Linked DNA regions of Mus musculus: region 2 is linked to region 1. The links are chromatin contacts, called in public promoter capture Hi-C maps. All regions are on one chromosome and are shown on one strand. The core of a region is the stretch at or near the end of the contact, and the rest is flanking DNA. Distances in the headings are between cores, read along the strand shown. Region 1 holds the start of Uqcrh (ubiquinol-cytochrome c reductase hinge protein). Region 2 holds the start of St3gal3 (ST3 beta-galactoside alpha-2,3-sialyltransferase 3).

The links. Promoter capture Hi-C pulls out the DNA fragments that hold promoters and counts their contacts.
Region 2: a promoter capture Hi-C map of liver shows a contact between it and region 1, with 2.4 times the contacts expected there. The contact joins the promoter of St3gal3 here to the promoter of Uqcrh in region 1. A contact is called at or near these places in 3 of 39 promoter capture datasets (the 3T3-L1 cell line, liver and pre-B cells).

What each region holds. Positions count from the first base shown.
Region 1 is chr4:116,073,566-116,076,493 of GRCm38.p6, reverse strand. It overlaps Uqcrh (ubiquinol-cytochrome c reductase hinge protein), which reads left to right and starts at 1,424. Exons shown (of 4, transcript NM_025641.3): 1 at 1,424-1,578. The coding sequence starts at 1,525. Lrrc41 (leucine rich repeat containing 41) reads right to left here and starts at 1,225. Exons shown (of 10, transcript NM_153521.2): 1 at 887-1,225. The coding sequence starts at 1,085.
Region 2 is chr4:118,133,534-118,136,461 of GRCm38.p6, reverse strand. It overlaps St3gal3 (ST3 beta-galactoside alpha-2,3-sialyltransferase 3), which reads left to right and starts at 1,516. Exons shown (of 12, transcript NM_009176.5): 1 at 1,516-2,072.

The sequences.
Region 1 (2,928 bases), core at 175-2,674:
ACTCTAGCTCCGCAGTCCGGGATACCCTGGCCCCTGCCCGGCCTGAGGCCTCTTCGGCCCTTCCCGCCGGCCGGTCTCCCGAGCCTGTCCGTGCTTACGGAGCGTCTCCCGGAGCCCTCCACTCACTTTCCTACCTTCTCCACCACCGCCCCGGTCCATCCAGAAGGCCACCGGCGCTACCTGCTCGGCGGGCAGACCCGCAGCTCAGTTTAGCAGCGAGGTCTGGGGCGTCGGTGCGCTCCCTTCAGCCCTCGCTCGGGCCGTCAAACAGGCCACGGCGCTCCCAGCCTTTTCGGCTTCTCCCCGCGACTCCGGTCCCTCGCTCGCTCTCCACTGGGCTGTCCCACCCCGCCCATCCGCGGGGCTCCCGGAGTCCAGGTACCGGTGGTGTGCCCGGCGGACAGCGGAGGCCCCGGGCCGGCAGCGCAGGTGGCTGCGGGCCTGGCCTCCTTGCCTCGGGTCGGGCCTGCCAAAGTCGGTCCCTGCCCCGGGGCAGCCCGGCCATCCCTGCCCCGTCGGTTCGAGATCCGAGAATCCTCCGTTCAGTCCGGTCCAGCCCAGTGTCAGTTCCGAGCCTGTGGCTCCGGCCTGCTACTCCAGCCCCCGTCGCTAGGGCCCTGGCAGCTCTGCCCCGTACCGGGCCTTCTGGCCTCGCCCCCCGCGCCCCCCAGGCGAGCCGCGGCTCGGCTTCACCGGCTCCCTCGGTCTCAGGCTTCACTCCGTCCCGCCCTGTCAGTCACGGAATTTCTGTTCCGACTCCACCATCGAACTCCCGGGGCTCCCAGCTGGGCCTGGCCCCGGGCCTCTCGGCCTCGCCCCCCGCGCCCCCTGGCCGCCGGGCCGCCCCCGCTCGCTGCCGGAGGTCGCCCCTCACTCCGCGACTTACCCCACACCCCGCTCTCCAGAACCCCCATATGGGCGCTCACTGCCCGCCCGCACAGCTCGAACAGGGCGGGGGGAGCGCTGGGGCCCGAGGCCGAGCTCTTCGCTGGCGCCGCCTCCCGGGACGTGGCCTCCATGGTCGTTGCTGCCGCTACCTCACAGAACCAGCAACTCCGGGCGCGCCAGGCCTCGGGCGCCGCCATCTTGGGGAGGTGCGCGAGCCCGAGAATGACACCCGCGGGCCGCCATCTTGAAGAGGTCAGCTTTTAGGACCGCTCCATAAGGGATATGGGGAAGAACAGAAACAACATTAAAAGATCGTCAAACAGAGGAGCAGATGACTCAAGTATCTTAGGGAATACTACTTGGAAAAATACTGTAGATCAACACATTTGGGCAAGAAGTGACCGAAAGGATGTTTCTTAGCAAATTCTTTGCAGGCGTATATAGCAGCTCCCCCTACGTCTCGTAGCTAGCGAGTAGTACAGCCCAATTTGTGCGTGTGTTCGGGACTACGAGGAGTATGCCGCACTTCCGGCCAGGTCGCCGGATATCCGTCGAGTGACCCTTACTAGTCCTTCTTAAACCTGAAGTGGAGTACTACTCTGGTTGCGCTTGTTGGATCCCAAACCGGCTCCCGACATGGGACTAGAGGACGAACGAAAGATGCTCACTGGATCTGGAGACCCCAAAGAGGTAAGGCTTCGAGGTTGGCGGGCCCGGGACCTAGCTCAACAAAGCACCTCCCGGGGCTCTCTTAGTCCGGGTTTATAGCCTAGGGTTTGCGGGGTCCAGAGAGGTGGTTTCCGTTACTTACCTTCAGAATTCTTTGGTTGACCTTGGGCAGATTAATAGCTAGTCTTTCTCGGGATTGGCTTCCCCAAACCAGGAATGTGAAAGTGTAACTGGAGTTTATAATGCTGCACTGATAAACTTGTGTAAACAAACAAACAACCCCCCCCCAGGTTTTTGAGGTTCTAATTTGATAAATGTTTTGAGGTTCTAACTTGATAAGTGCGTGAAGCAAAAAACTAACGTTAGTCTTTAACGTAGCTTAGGTCAGAATTTATTTATGGAGATTTCGGGGACCCTAGTCTTCGGAAAAGTGCTTTCAGGAGTTGGGGTGTAGCTTCATGGTAAAGCTCTTGCCTAGCATTAACAAGCCCTGTATTCGCTTCCCAGCATCTCCAACAAAAAGCGGTTCTTTATCTTTTGGGATGGAGATGGCCGAGGACTTGTGCCTTTGGGGACAGTTTAAGAATGTGTAGTGTAATTCTGTGGTGCAAGAGGGAGCTCTTTCCCAAGTTGAGCATCATTGTGATAAATATTGGCTGCTTATGTGCTGAGTGCTTTATATGCACTAAGATACTTAACTTGCACAGTTTCCCCATGAGGTAAATATCAGGTACATTATATATTTTTGTCACTTTTATTACATGAGGCAGCAAGCAAGGAAGTTTATCTTGAATGAGGGCACACAACTAGCAAGACAATACAACTGGGACTCCAATGCAGACGTCCAGGCTTGAGAGCCAGAGCTCTAGCCCGAGACTCACTTTGCTTCCATTTCCTGTGCATTTGTCTTGTCTACTTCAGGACAAGCCATCAGGGCTTAATGGATTAATTAGTTGGCAAATTATTTATCCCTTAATTTTTTCAAGTTTTCATTCTCAGAAAGTTTAACAGGATACCACAGCAGATAGAAGTTTTAAAATTAAGAAAGTTGGGCATGGTGGTCCGTGTCTTTAATCCCAACACTCAGGAGGCAATGGCAGGAGGATCTCTGTAAGTTCAGAGCCATCCTGGTCTTCATATCAAACTCCATGACAGCCAGGACTATAGAGATCCTTTCTCAAAAAAACAATAAACCAACAAATCAAATAATAAAATGAAGAAAGTTAAATTAATTTTGTGAAAGATCCATAATGAATGGAGATGAAATCTTTTTATTCAGTGTGACTTTGGATTTTCTCATTGGTGGAAACAGAATTAGACCTGTATTTGGATTTGTTTAGCATGGTGTTTTTAGCACATTAGTGTTGTTAT
Region 2 (2,928 bases), core at 267-2,766, 2.1 Mb before region 1:
CCGGTGCTAGATGATGTGCTCGGTACCCCTGTAGCCTGGGAGCTGCTACTTAGTATTGGCTCTGGGGAAAGAGAGAAGAGTTTCACAGATGTTTTTTCACAGCTAAATCCTTGGAGCCAAGGAAAGAAGGTTGCCCCTCTGTTCTTCACTCGGGGATTTTCAGGGGAAAATGGCTGGGGCTGAGCGTTCGTGGAAGAGAGGAAAACTTAACTTCCTCAGGCACCCGTAGTTCCTCCCCATGAGTCTCATTACCTCAGCCTTGCTAAAGGACCGGATAATCTCGTGCCTGGTGTAATCCCAGCTCTATGGGAGTTGAGGATTGAATTCAAGCCTTTGAATGTTTGAGGCAAACGTACTACTGCCAAGCTATACCCGACAGCCCTCTCTACTTTTTTGTCCCTAAGAAGAGCCCACTGTGGGATGGAGAGATAGTTTAGCCCTTAAGAATACTTTTCTGGGGAACCCAGGTTCAGTTGTCACTGTCCACTTGGTGGCTTGCAACTGTCTGTAACTCTAGTTCCAGGGGCTATGAGGCCTTCTGGGATACACAGGCACTGGGACATACATTCATGCAGACACTAAAACAAAAACAAAATAAACCAAAACAAAACCCAAAGATACTGAGACCCACAAAGTTGTTGAATGTTTAATCCTGCTTCAGTTTAGAGAGTAGTTAAGTACGTACCACCACTACCATGATTAGTTAAGTCAACCATTCAAAAATATTTTTGGCCTATTATAAGAAAATTCCCAGTTCATAAAAAGCTATGGGACTTTCCCAAGTCTCATAAAACTGGCCTGTGGTTTTGTTTTTGTTTTTTTTTTTTTTTCTGGTGCTGGGGATGGCCTGGGGCTTTAAACTTGCTCAACTTCAAAGTTGGGTCTGCCTTAGGCACTTCCTGGCCAGTGTAGTCTAGTCTGGGTTCATGACCCACCACAGCCAAAGACTGCACTTCAGCTTTTTGCCAAAGCAGAAACTTATGTCTTGTATACCTTGTATAAGATTGGCATCTGAGAGTGCCAAGTTATGTCCCCACCTCCTCTTTGGGAAAATTCTGTATTAAATTCTGCCTTAGGATAATGCACTCCGCTGCAGAATGAGGGCGCGACCTCCTGAACTGGGTATGTGGGGTGGCTTTGTGGCCTATCTGCGACCTTTCTTCGAGGTCACGCCTGAACTTAGCAGGCCTCTTACCCTCACGGGATTGGATAGGGCTTCAGAAGGCGTTCTAGAGGTTACCACCAGCGTCAGGGGCTGACAGCAGAGTGGTGAAGTAGGGACAGAAGACTTCCTCTGGGAAGCAGAGGAAACCTGACCGCAGCCGGGCAGCCCCACGCACCGCAGCTCCACGCAGCGCTCCTCCCAAGCCCCAGCTATAGCCCGGGGATGGGGAGGGGATGGATTCGGCCTCTGGCTTCCATTGGGTCTCCGGGGTCCGGGCCCGCCCAACCCTGCGGCGAAGCCTCGCATTGGCCTGCCTGGCGCCCCGCCCGGTTCCGGTGCTCCCATTGGCTGCTGATGCCCGACCCCCGGCGCGGCCGCCGAGGCGGACCGCAGGATTGGTGGTCCCGCCGCTGCGTCCCCACCATGGCGGCGCCCGTGCAGCTTGCCGCGTCCTGGGCTCCCTCTGGGGTCCCCTCGGCTGTCCCCGCTATTCGCGCTGCAATTGCCTCCGCGCTCTGCGTGCGCCCTGGCGCCACCCGCCCCCGGCCTCCCTCTCTGCTGCGGTAAGGCCTGCCCTGCGTCCCCGAAGCAGCTCTCGGCCGCCGCGCCCCTCCCCCGGCCAGACCGGCCCGAGCCGCGCTGGGGACCAAAGCCCGGGCCCGGGTGGGGGCCAGGCCTGCCAGAGGGCCGCGCGAGCCGGGCCGAGCGCGCCGAGGTCACCTGTGTGCAGTGTCCCAGGCGCGCGAGTCTGAGCGCAAAGGAGGGTCACGGTCACCCGGGACCCGCTGTGGGACAAGCGCAAGAAAGTCCGGGGAAAGCCTAGCGGGAGTCACCAAGAGTAGCGGTTGTCATCTCTGCCTTCCCCGGGGCCAGATCCTCCTCGGAGCGACCGGGTCAGTTTATCAAAGTACGTCTTCTCGCTACCCTTTCTTCTGGAGTGCTTCCTCATTGTCTTCTCAGTGGTCTTGTTTGCGAGAGAAAAGCTTAGTGAGGACGGTAGATTTGGTTAGGCGGATGTCCCACAGATGTGTTTAGACTCCTTTTTACAGTAGCACCCATTTTTATGATTCCTCAATAAATTTAATTTTTGTCTGTTTCTCTAGAGTACGGGGAGGTGGTAAAACTGAGTCACTGTAATTAACCTAGGGAGTGACCGATGAAGGGAGCCGGCTGCTATCCCAGAAAGCAAAGAGTGCTTAACACATTTCTCTGAGGTCCTTTGAATTATTAGCACTATAGATAATGGGCTGAGAAGGAAGGAAAAGCCACGAGTTAGAGTTAGGTTCCTGACATGTAGCACAGTAGACATCATGACAATTCCACTTGTGTCCCTAAACTTTCAATTAAAGACTCAGAGGAATTGGATCCCGGGGTAGTAGGTGCACACCTGTAATAGCACTCAGAAGCTGAAGCAGGAGGATTGCTTCAGAGGCCAGCCTGGGCTACATAGAATAATAAAACCGTGTCAACAAGAGCCACATAGCAAGACCCAGTCTCAAAAGACTGAAGAAAGGAAAAGAAGAAAGATTGGAGGATTAAAAATTGGAGTAAAACCTTATGACCAGATGGGAGTTTCATATAGTCTCCTAAAATAACAGACATTTTGAAATATAAAGTGGTGTTGGTTGCTCCATTTCGCTAATCTGATGTCTGTGTCTCCTAACAAGTTATTAATGATGAAGCAAAGCAAGTGTGTTCCTAGAGACTAGTGAGCTTGCTCACACAGTCAAGCGCCTACTGAATCCGTGTTATGTTTTGTGCAA